Regions from separate parts of the Mus musculus genome. Here regions 1 and 2 are each linked to region 3. Evidence: chromatin contacts called from public Hi-C and HiChIP or PLAC-seq data. All regions are on one chromosome and are shown on one strand. The core of a region is the stretch at or near the end of the contact, and the rest is flanking DNA. Distances in the headings are between cores, read along the strand shown.

Region 1 (3,837 bases), core at 1,074-3,573, 250 kb after region 3:
GACACCAAGCTGGCATGATACAGATTCTCAGCCTCTCATGTGGCAAAGGAACCCCTTCTCCTGCACCCCCAGGTCAGGAGATAAGAAGGCTAATGCCTGTAAAAGTGACTCTTGGTTAGGTCTTTGATGCTCTTTATTGAGAGACCAGCCTCCATGAGAGACTTCTGCCTGCAGGGGCTGCTGTCTGTGTCTGCACTGTGGGACAGACAGCCTCCTAACTCTCTGTCAGAAGTATCTCCCATTCACTCAGTTGCTTAAGTTTTATCAGGTTATGGGTACATTGCTAGCCCCATGAATAAAGAAATGAAGGGAAGAAATCTTTCCCTCAAGAAATGCACAGTTCTGGTACTGGAGAGATGGCTCAGCAGTTAAGACTATGTACTGAAGAAGCCCTGAGTACTAGCATCTGTCAAATGACCTTAACCCCAGCTCTGGGGAGACCCAACACCTCCGGTCTCTGTGAGTACCAGCACTTGCACAGTTAAAAATGATTAAAAAAAAAAGAAGAAGAAGAAATGTGTCATTCACTAGGGGGATATGTGTGTTTTTAAAAAGAATGTCCACGTGTTTCTAAGTGACCATCCTGTAACAGAATATTGGTTCTCAAGTCTCTCAGTCTTATGGCTTCAGATCCATTCAGTTTTGGATATGCCAATATTACATAATGTCTACCAGGCATAGAAAGATAAGAGGCATTAAAAACCCTGTACCACCCAAGTTGTAATTCTAACAACTATAACCCAGAGCTATAATTAATTATAGTCAGCCCTATACTTGTGTGTCCCACAACCTCAGTTCCAACCTATTAAAAATATTTGGGGGAAAAATGGATGCTACGAAGGACCGGGAGAGCGGAGCATGTGCGGTGTGTCAGGGATGAAGGCACTGAGTTCCTCCCCAGCATCACATAGATCACATAGGTTGTGCAGTCCTGTGACCCAGCACGCAGGAGGGAGAGGTAAGAAGACAAAGAGTTCAACATCATCCTCACCTCCATGGTTAGCTTGAAACCAGCCTGAGATAGTGAAACTTTGTATCTTAAAAGATATATAAAAATTATAGGGCTGGTGAGATGGCTCAGTGGGTAAGAGCACCCGACTGCTCTTCCAAAGGTCAGGAGTTCAAATCCCAGCAACCACATGGTGGCTCACAACTATCTGTAACAGGATCTGACGCCCTCTTCTGGAGTGTCTGAAGACAGCTACAGTGTACTTACATATAATGAATAAATAAATCTTTAAAAAAAAATTATATCAAGCCTGGCAGTGATGGTGCACACCTTTAGTCCCAACACTCAGGAGGCAGAAGCAGGGGGATTTCTGAATTCCAGGCCAACCTGGTCTGCAGAGTGAGTTCCAGGAGAGCCAGGACTACATAGAGAAATATGTCTCAAAAGCAAGCAAACAAACAACAACAACAACAAAAATATCAACACAAAATGGTGAACTTTAAAAAAAATCATTATTTACAATTGTATTCTGTAGTAGAGGTGATTTGAAGTACAAAGTACACAGAGGACATGCACTGGTTATATAGAAACGCTATGCCTCTCTACATAAAGACCTGAGTATAAGCCAGGCGTGGTGGCACACGCATTTAATCCCAGCACTCGGGAGGCAGAGGTAGGCGGATTTCTGAGTTCGAGGCCAGCCTGGTCTGTAAAGTGAGTTCCAGGACAGCCAGGGCTATACAGAGAAACCCTGTCTCGAAAAACCAGAAAACACCAAAATCCAAAAACCAAAAACCAAACAAAAACAAACAAACAAACAAAAAAGACCTGAGTATACATGAGTATATCCAGCAAGTACTAGAACCAACCACCCATGAAAACACAAGGGCATGCAATTTATTTAGCAGATCGTTAACCAAGAAGGGAGCCCTGGTGTTCTATCAGGTCCAGCTAAAGAAATGACTAGCAAGATGACACATCTGTCACCATGCCTGAGAATGTGAGTTCAATCCCAGGAGCCAACATGCTATACAGAGAGAACCAACTCCCTCGAGTGTCTTCTGGCCTTCATACATGTGCTGTGACACATTTGTTCATGCACATGCCTGTACACACCACACACACACACACACACACACACACACACACACACACACACACCTGGAACGTTGCTGATAAAGGCTAACAGCATTTTTTTTTTCTTGGCTTACTGATTTATCAAAAATCCTGCCTGTGCCTGGACACCCAGTGCATGAGGATGTGCAATTACAGAGCTAGCAGCTGTGTGTGTCCCCATCCCTGCCCGCACCTCTGATGCTGCCGGTCTCAGTGTCTCCCTTGCCTTCAGGCTCTTGGCTCAGGCTTTGGGATCTCAGGAGATGACAAACCAGCATCGCCACCTGGAGGACAGCACGAGAATCAGGGTAAGAAAAGACTGTCAGGGGCTCCAGACAAACTAACTCAGCTGTTTTGTGCACTTGTGCTGTGCTAATGAGACTGAGTTCACAGGCTCATCCCCAGAGGGACCAATTAGCACGACACTGAGAGGCACCCTTTGGAGCACAGCCTCGGTCGCTACCCTTGGCCCCCAAGTCACATTTGTGTGTGGCTGTTGGTCAGGAAGTGGCTTCGTCAATCTAAACTTACTTTTCATAATTTCTAATAAGCCCAGTTGTAAAGCCGTGTGGGAACAACACAGTGATGAAGAGCTGTCCCCTACTCCTAAGAGCCATGAGCCTGCAACAATGTTTCCTCAAATGAGCCCAAGACACTAGCAGGAGCCGTGAGGATAAATGGTTCCACAGTGCCAAATTAGCTCAGAGAACATTGATCTAATCAACGTGAGGGGATTCTTTTCAGGAGAGCGCCTCAGAGCCATCTGCCTGCTGATGGAGGCTGTTCATTTTCTGAGATGTTGTGTGTCATGCTTCCCAAGTCTAGCAGGCACAGGCAATCCCTCCTCCCACTCCACCCTCCAATTTAAAAAAAAAAATGGTTTGAAGTAATTTTAAGTAATAAATGATCTGACCCAGGGTGTGGCTACTTCTACAAGAATATGTATTTTAAGAGACAGTTTGTCCACAGAGAAAGGATCACAGTTTAATGCCAAGATTACTTTTTAAAAATAGATTGTAACATGATGTCCTATTAAAAAGATAGAACACTTGAGAAGGAAGAAAAAAAACACTCAAAAAGGCACCAAAATATTAGTAGTATTGACCTGTTGGAGTGGCTGTTATATCTCTATGTGTTCTTCAGGGTTTCCTCAGTGAGCATTTATACAAAGTTTAAAGCAATGGGGCTGGAAAGATGACTCTATAGATAAGAGCACTTGCTGCTCCTGCCGAGGTCCCAGGTGCAATGCCCAGCACCCATGTGACAGCTCAAGTGTCTGTGACTCCAGTTCAAGGGGATTCGTCTCCCTCTTCTGGCTCCCGAGAGCACCAGGAGTGCATGTGGTACATAGACATACAAGCAGGCAAAACACCCATCCGCAGAACATAAAGATACGTCATGAGGCTCGGTGCACACACTGTTAATCTCAGAACTCGGAGGGCAGAGGCAGGTTGATGTTTGAGGCCAGCCTGGTCTGTATACCAAGTCCCAAGACATCCAGGACTACAGAGTCAGACCCCATCTCAAAAACAAAGTAGTAATAATAACAATAATAATAATAACAACAACAATAATAATAACCACAGGGGTTGGAGAGATAGATGGCTCTTAGGTACAAGCACTTGTTGCCTCCTCAGAGTTACTGGGTTCAGTTCTCAGCACCCTTGAGGTGTCTCACAACCATTCCTAAATCCAGTTCCAGAAGATCTGATGTCCTCTTCTGACCTCTCTTGGCACCAAACATGCATACAGTGTACATACAAACATACGTG
Region 2 (3,859 bases), core at 1,251-3,750, 250 kb before region 3:
TCTAGCCTGGCCTCCATGGGCACTGAGCACACATGTCATGCTCAGGCATACATGCAAACAAAACTGAACATACTGTTTAAGAAATCCCAGCACCTTGGGAGCCCATGGAGGAAGAATGATGAGTTCAGAGTCAACTTGGAATATTCAGTGGGACCTGGCCTTAAAAACAAAACACAAGAGGGGACATAATAAAATTAAGACTTCCCAGAGTCAACTCTGGGGACTATAAACCTCGTAAGCATCCCATTGGAGAACATTTTCTTTTGAGATGGTTAAAAGAAATGTGAAGCAGTTATCCACTTGCCGAAGAGAAACACCCCGTCCGTCCCCAAATCCACAAAGCTTGGCAGCTATGAAACCATATTCTCTTAGTCCATCCCAAAGCTTATTGCAGCTCAGGAGCCTTTTAGTCATCTTTTAGGAAGCTGAGCTGGTGAGATGGCTCGGCAGGTAAAGCACTTGCTACACAATTGTGAAGACTGGAGTTCAAATCCCCTAGGACCCTGAGTGCTGAGTGGGAATGGCAGCCCAGCTATATGCAATCACAGTGTGCAGGAGGCAGGGGACAGAGATCCCCAATCTAGCTGCAAACTGGCTTTCTGGCTCTGGGTTCAAGTGAGATCGAGGAAGATATCTGATGTAAACTCTGGCTTTTGCACACATACATATTCAAACATGCAACACACACACACACATACCTCTGTTCTTTTAGGAGTCATTTCTAAAGCACGACTTTTGCTAGGTTTATAGTAATCACTTCTAGAAGATGTGTCATGCATTCATGTAGAAAATATGCAAATTTAAAATTTCTGATTTTAAATAAAAGGTATAATATAATTTATGAATTTACCTTTACTTATTGATCACTTAAATGTTTGTTTGTATCAACAGGCCTGGTCCTGTTTTAGGTCCTAGATATACAAAGAAAGTGACCCATACAGTGAAAACCTTAATGTCTTTGGAGGGCCCTGTGGGCATGAACCCTGCACCACTGAGGCTCGAGTTGTGTTTCTCTCTGCCTTGTCCTTTGTCTTGCTGCAGAGGGAGAGAGTATTGTGCATCCAGTTTCTAGGTAGGATGTTCATATTCATAACAACAAATTTCTGGATCTGGATCCTTATGGAAACAGAGACTCTTTTAAATTTCCCGGAAGTGTCCTAGAAAACTCAGCGAGCCATTGGCAAAGCCTCTGTGATGTCATCATTTCTTAATTCAGCGAATCGACCACTGAGTGTTTTTATTAATTGCCACTTTGAATTAGCCACCAGTCTAGGAGTCTATTAAAATCATAGTTCCCAGCCATGTGGATCATCATTATGGATTATTCCTGCGGTGTTCTTAAGTGCCTTCAGAGTAAAAAATTAAACTGTATGCCATATGGATCTAACACAGAATTATATTATTCTATAATATGGTAATTTAGGAAATGAATATTCCATGGATGATCAATAATCTTGTAAAAGAAGCTTTAGAACAATGACACACAATATATCTCCCAGGCAATGTAGCTCATTTACCCTTCCTCTTATTGATGGATTTTTATAGAGGACTTCTCTTTACCCTTACTATAAATATATCTGATGGAAGCCTTTCATATAAATTGCTAGTTTTATTTCTGGTTATTCCTGGAAGAGAGTTATTGGATTGGGGGTTGGGGTGGGGCACATTTTTAAGGTTTGGATACACCTATGAAGTAATCCTTTGTGTTACGTGAGCAGTGCAGAGGACAGCCCATTTCTCTACATGTTAGTAGTGCTGGCTGTTGTTAAAATGCAAGCAGGTACAAGCTCACATGCCCACCTCTCCCTGAGGAGATACAGGCAGCCAGTGCTTGCTGGAAGAGGCAGAGACTTTCCTTCAGAGATGAAGCTGGTGGTGAATTGCTCTTGTGTCTGTAGGCAACCTCAGCGGAATTCCCTGGGTTACCAAAACACCAAGGGAAACCAAACTCAAGCAGATATTCAGGAAGAAAAGGGTGAGGTTGGAAGGAGACAGGGATCAGAATGGGGAAGAGGTCAAAAGAGGGCAATGAGGAGATAAACATGATCAAAGTTATACACACACATAAAAATGTTATCACCATGCCCATTATTGTGTGTAATTAATATATACCAATAAAAGAACTGGCCCCTTCCACCCAGACAACAAAAGGCCTTTGTTGGTCTGACAATTGAAATAATATTATAATTTTGTTTTCATGTACAATTCTTTGATTGCAAGCAGAGAAAATAGGTTTCATTTTGTGTTTATTTATTAGGCCTCTGTGTGTGTAGTGTGTGTGTGTGTGTGTGTGTGTGTGTTTCTTTGCCTACCCCGACCTACATGTAGAAAGCAAGAGCATTACCCAAGCCTGTAGCTAGAAAGGGAGCTAGTGTCCTGCTCAAGTGGAGGGTGTGAATTGAATGTGAGCATTCGCCTTCAGATTTTGGCCAACAACTTCTCTATTGGCTACTGCAGTGGAAAGACACATCCCCATCTGTCTTTTCTTCCTGGCTCACACTGCGTATGCTGGCACAGTCCTTTTGTCCCTTGAAGCTACATGACGAGTCAAAGCCTGAGACAGGACCCTCATGTCCACGAATTTCTTTCTTTATACTGTTGCCATGGAAATGGGCCAAAGAGAAGCTGGCAAACACGACTCTGTCTGTCTTTAAAGAACACCCCCCCTTTTTTTTCAAGCTGCAGCCAGCCTCAGATCCCAGAGGCTGAGTGGCCACCCCTGAGTAGGTGCCTGGGAAGCCCTCCATGCTGTGGTTCACTGCCTTCTCCTGCAGGACGTTTTCTGGAATGTCGGCTGATTATCAGCAGAGTCCCATGTATTATACCTGCCTTAGATTTGATTTCAGCTCTTGAGGAAGGCCTGGAAATGCGAATGTAAATAGCATGCTGTTAGTAGGCAGCTGTTCCCAATCTTCAAGTGCTCTTCTTTGGGATCCCATAATTTCTGTAGCCCCACCCCGCCTTGATAAATCATCCCCATCCAAGATAAATAGTGGGTGATTATTTGTTAATCGTTACTTTATGAAGAAGGAAATTGAAGCAGAGCAACTGTTACCCACCATGTGTGGCCAGTAGATGTGAGAGTCATTTTGACTCTGTCTGCAGCTGGATGCCAGCTGGGTTATGAGACAATACAAATCCAGAGTGTTCTATTCAGGAAACCCATTCATCTGTTCATTGTGGACACACTTGTGATTCTGCCAGGGGACACCAGAGGTCACACACTCAGAGAAAGAATGCTGTGTAACTGCACTTCCTGAGAATTTCCTGCATCCTGCTGGAAGTAGTGCATATCTGCTCTTCCCAGTGTGATAGACACTAGCACGTAGGTGACAACTTTAAAATGTGGCTAATACAACTGAATGGCACTTAAATTTGTTTAAACTACATTTTAATGTATGAGTGTGTAGTGTGTGTGTGTGTGTGTGTGTGTGTGTGTGTGTGTAGTGTGTGTGCGTGCTCGCGTGCATGAGCGTGAGCATGCATGAGACTATGGGTATGCATGCGTCACGAGGCATATGTGGGGGTCAGAGGACAACTTTCTCGAGTTGGCTTCTCACCTTCCACCTTCATGTAGGTTCCAGTGATCAACCTCAGGTAGTCAGGTTTGTCGATACAGCAAGTCCTTTATCGGCTGAGCCATCTTGCTTGCTGAACTGCATTTTACCTTGTAGATGCTTGTTGGACAGCTCAGGTAGGCTTTAAGGCTAACTTGGTTATTTTCGTAGACTGGAGATGAAGTCCGGAGCCTCTTGCTAGTCATGTCCTGTACCACTGAGCTCCATCCTGGCCTCTGGAGTTTGAAGAACACTGTCCTCATGATCTGTCCCCCACCTCCAGCCACACCATCTGTCTAGAC
Region 3 (4,139 bases), core at 569-3,068:
GGGGGCAGCTCCTCAGGAGCAGGAGGCCGACTTTCCAGGTTGCCTGCTCATCTTCAGTCCTTGTAATTTTTCATCTTTCAGCGCCTTCAGGAATTTATCTGTAGGAGAGCAAAACAGACTCAGCTGTGGCTGGGTTTTCAGGGTCTTCCTATATAGCTCCAGGTGGCTCTGGAACTCTTGATCCCTCCGCCTCAGCCTCCTAAGTACTGGGATTCCAGGCATGTACCATCTACACCCTGAGAAGCAATTTACTAACTTCCAGAGCAAGATTCTGAGAAGTAATTATGCACGACCCTAAAATCTCCTAGAAGCCCAACCTTATCTAACTCACACATCTGAAAAGGCCATTTCTGGGGACTTTTTCCTCCCGCGGCTATGTATGTCTCCTGCAGAGATGAATTAGAGAGCATCCCAATGACCATGCATACCTACGTGTATCTTTTTTTTCATACTTCACCCCACTATGTGGCAGAGAGGACCAATTTAACCTGTTGTGCTGCAGAGGTGAAATTATCTTTCCAGAGCCATGTGCCTTCCTCTAATAGTCCAATTCAAGCCTTAGAACAGGGGGTGAATCAGGATAGCCTCAGGCTACTAATTCCTGAGCAATTTAATTAGTCCTTCTGGAAATATGGCTGGCTCTAACTGCCTTACTGTCCGCTAGAGAGGCATCTGTTCATATACCAGAGGATTCCTGCTTACATCAGCACTTGTTCTGCTCTGATGTGGATCCCCAAAACCTCAGACTTTAGACCAGATGTCAAAGTCCAAGATCTTGTCCGAGGGTTTGGGGCCCAGGGAAGGGCAGAGGCCAAGGCTCCTCAGTGAATGACTGTGGGGCTTCAAGGTCTGGGCGATTCTTATGATCTCCTTCCACCCACAGACCCAGCTTAAGATTTGAATACTGAAGATTAATGTCTCTAGAGATAGGGAGCCTGTTGTGGGTGGAGCTCTAGATTACAGAAATGTGGTCTTACTGTGTAGGACTGCTAAATTTAAGAAGAGTGTGCTTCAGGTGTGAAGAGTCAGTGTCAAATTACTTCAAGGGCTAGCCCCTAAGGGTTTAAAACTAAAGGGCTTGAATAGCTCAGGTGTGTGGGGAGGCAGGGGTCGGTTGAAATTCAGCACGTGGGGGTCTGAACCTCTGGAGGACAGATATTTGGGGGTGGAACTCCTAGGGCTGGGGTCACATTCTGTTGCCTGACTCTAGGGGGCAATTAAGGCAGCTAGGATTGGGCTCGTTTGGCAGTCACGCACAGCGCTGGGAGTCGAAGCCGTCCCCAGTGATTGTGAGCAGCTCCAGCTCCTTAATCCGGATCTCTAGCTCGCACAGCTCCTCAGGGTGGGAGGCGGATGCGAGCCAGGGGGTCGTGGAGCCGGGGACCAGGGCCGAAGTTGCCATCTCGGGGCCTGGAGGCGGCGAGTAGAAGAAGCGCAGAGGCTCGTAGGGAATAGAAGCCAGGCCGGACGGCCAGGGAGGAGGACACGGGCGCTCGCTGGGGGGACCCAGGCCAGGCGGCGGCGGCGGCACCGTAGCTGGGGGTGCCAGAGGCAGGGATCGGACCCCCGCTACTCCTGCCACCCCGGCCGCCGGCGTCCCGCCCGCCTTCAGCGGCACGAAGAGCTTCTTCCAGATGTTAAAATCGCTCAGCGGAGACGACGAGATGCCCCGGTCGTAGAGCGACGGAAAGTAGAGGGGCGGGGCCGGCCGCTGGCTCATCTTGGGGTTCTGGCTGCCGCGCCGCCCCTTCGGCATCTTTTGAATGGGAGGCTGCGTGAGAGGAACCCCGCGCCGGGAGACGCGCGCCAAAGCCCCGTGTCTAGGAGTTCGGAGATTCCACAGGCCCCGCCCCGACGGAGCGTGGCCCCACCCTTCGCTCTAGCTACGCCCCTAGGAGGCGGAGCTCTGGAGAGCAGAGGCCCCGCCCCACGAGTCAGCTTCGGGCAAAGCTATCGTCCTTGACCTCTTTTGGTGCAGCTGCTGCCCTGCACTACCCGCCCCAAAATAGCCCAGGCACACTTTAGTCTCGGGCCCTAGACTCCTCCCAGAAGCCTTCAATTCTTTTCTGCTGCTAATACTGCACACAGAGTTGGCCGAGGCTGAGAGAGAAATTCAGCTTTCTCCTTTTATCAGGGAGTGGAAAATATTTCCTAACAACCAGACCCTTTGTCCTAGCAATCTTGACTCATTATTTAGAAACTGAAAAAAAATGTGTGGCTGACTTCATTCTCTACAGAGGGAGAAAAGGAAATTTTTCTGGTAAATGTAGAGATGCTATGGAATATTCTGGAAATGGGGAAGCAGTCTGAGTTTGTAATGACCCTGAGGCAAACAACTTTTTTTTTTTTTTTTTATGAAATGCAGTTTAATTCTCTTCTGAACACATAAGTTATCAGGAGCTGACAGGCAGCAAAACACCAAAAGGAAATTATGGGGCCCACCTCAAACACCACACCCATCCCTGAGAACTGGATGTTCTGTCCAAGAGACATGTACAGCTCATTTTTATGAACTATGAGCCAGTAACTAAGGAGAAGTCAATTTCCTTCAGGCTGCTTACTCTTTTAATGATCACCTGCAGGAATGAGCAGGGAGGGTTGGAGGTCATGGAAGCGCAGGCTCAGCTCCGTGAGCGAACTTGTGTATACAGATATGTGCTAAATACATGGGGTGGGGCAGCAAAAGATGGAGTCTGATATCCAGACTGCTAGTCTTGGGCAAGCAGTTTGACTTGGAGGAGAGGCTGGTTGTTTGCTTTTGTGTAACCCAAGTTGGATTAGAACTTCCCATGTGGTCGGCCACATAATTCCAGCAATCCTCTTGTCTCTCTTACCTGGCAGGCGTCAGAGACGAGCATCACCATGCCTAGCATGTCGCTGGACATGTACATGTTTTCTCTCTTTTCCTTTTTAAGTTTTATTGTGTGTGGAACCATGAGTGTGTGTGTGTGTGTGCACTCAGATGCCCACAGAGGTCAGGAGGATATGGGTGCCGGAGACTGTATCAGATCAGGGTCTTCTGCAGGAGCACTCAATGCTCGTACCGGACTAACCCATTTCAATAGCACTGTTTAGTTGTTTGTAAAATAGGTCTGAGCCCCTCCTCCACCTCCTGCATCAAAGAGCAAAGGATATTTTATTACTCAAACAAGAGGAACCTGAGCTAAATGATGAAATATAAAGTAGGTGTGCTCAAGAGCAGCTTTCCCGTTAGTGAAATATTTATATATGTCATCATCTGCCCCTCATCTAGTTGCTTGCAGATGGTCGCTGGTGAACATGGGCACATTCTGGCTTGTGAACCAAAGAGGGCATCTTTCCCTCCCGCTGCATGACCTGTTGTTTTCTCTTTCTAACTCCAATACATTGCCCTCAAGTTCCCTTTTGTGTCTTGCTTTTAAAATTCTTTCATCTGTGACATCAAGAACCTGTTTTTATAAGGGACTCTGTGTCCCACCATGGCAAGGCTACGGCTGTCTTCCTGGCCTCTGATCTTCAAGTCCCTCTTCCTGGCAGCAGGCTGGCTCTTTCTGGAGGTTGTTTGTGCCATAATCTAAGGGCCATGCTATTCTAAGAAACACAAAACAGCCTTTTATTACTAATCTGAATTAACCATTGTGCTGGTGTGGACATGAGGGCTGGGGTACTCCCATCTCCTTCTCAGTTCCCAGTATTTCAGAAAAACGTTCTCAAAAATGCAGTCCAGCCTTTATGTTTGTTTTCTAGGTAGATGTATTTGTGGAGGTAGCAAAAAATAAAATAAAATAAAATTATCAAGTTAACAAACTTGAAGTTTGAGAGTGAGGCCAGTGGAGTAGAGTATAAAGGCAGCTGGAAGCCCAGACACCCATGGAAACCTCATCAACTGAAAACAAAAAGTTGTGCTGACTTTGGTTGGCTTTCTCCAGCTAGGCTCCATGCCCCATGGTTTCCAGAAACTCCAAAAATAGCACCACCAGCTGAAGTCTACCCAGCCTAAAGCAAAGCCTGTATGGCAACCTTAACAGAACTGAAAGCTTGAGAATTACATCTGGAAAGTGCGGAGCCCTATAGTGGGGCAGGATGGACAGTGCGGCCGGTGGCCAGCAGGTGCTGCTGCTTGGTGTCCCAGTGACGGTGTGGTGCGATCCCAATCCTTT

What was found. A called contact is a pair of places that touch in the nucleus more often than the background predicts. HiChIP or PLAC-seq counts read pairs in DNA pulled down with a chosen protein or histone mark.
Region 1: a contact with region 3 is called in a Hi-C map of cortical neurons, with 3 times the contacts expected there. The contact joins the enhancer-like site here to the promoter of A930018P22Rik in region 3. A contact is called at or near these places in 3 of 39 promoter capture datasets (fetal liver, liver and stem cell-derived epiblast-like cells), 11 of 484 Hi-C or Micro-C datasets (the G1E-ER4 cell line, adipose-derived mesenchymal stem cells, cerebral cortex and 6 more) and 3 of 115 datasets of contacts at active chromatin or transcription factors (embryonic stem cells, epiblast stem cells and fetal liver).
Region 2: a contact with region 3 is called in an H3K4me3 HiChIP or PLAC-seq map of neural tube, with 3 times the contacts expected there. The contact joins the enhancer-like site here to the promoter of A930018P22Rik in region 3. A contact is called at or near these places in 11 of 39 promoter capture datasets (the 3T3-L1 cell line, 3T3-L1-derived adipocytes, the C10 cell line and 5 more), 4 of 15 datasets of contacts at CTCF or cohesin (embryonic stem cells and pro-B cells), 10 of 484 Hi-C or Micro-C datasets (CD4 T cells, the N1E-115 cell line, cerebral cortex and 3 more), 13 of 115 datasets of contacts at active chromatin or transcription factors (astrocytes, bone marrow-derived dendritic cells, differentiating embryonic stem cells and 5 more) and 3 of 9 other capture datasets (embryonic stem cells, liver and pancreatic islet).

The regions. Positions count from the first base shown.
Region 1 is chr2:103,870,642-103,874,478 of GRCm38.p6, reverse strand. No RefSeq gene overlaps it. Among named protein-coding and RNA genes, the nearest start is that of Gm39895, 22 kb to the left of the region's middle. Within about 2 kb of position 2,323, at least 22 of the 459 cell types and tissues checked have an H3K27ac peak or open chromatin away from gene starts, as enhancers often do. A contact at or near this core is called in the G1E-ER4 cell line and cortical neurons, where this site is marked.
Region 2 is chr2:104,366,757-104,370,615 of GRCm38.p6, reverse strand. All of the region lies in intron 1 of D430041D05Rik (RIKEN cDNA D430041D05 gene), which reads left to right. Among named protein-coding and RNA genes, the nearest start is that of D430041D05Rik, 42 kb to the left of the region's middle. Within about 2 kb of position 2,500, at least 50 of the 459 cell types and tissues checked have an H3K27ac peak or open chromatin away from gene starts, as enhancers often do. A contact at or near this core is called in cerebral cortex, embryonic forebrain, neural tube and 1 more, where this site is marked.
Region 3 is chr2:104,120,448-104,124,586 of GRCm38.p6, reverse strand. It overlaps A930018P22Rik (RIKEN cDNA A930018P22 gene), which reads right to left and starts at 1,818. Exons shown (of 2, transcript NM_026634.2): 1 at 1,258-1,818; 2 at 1-98. The coding sequence starts at 1,756. The coding sequence ends at 13.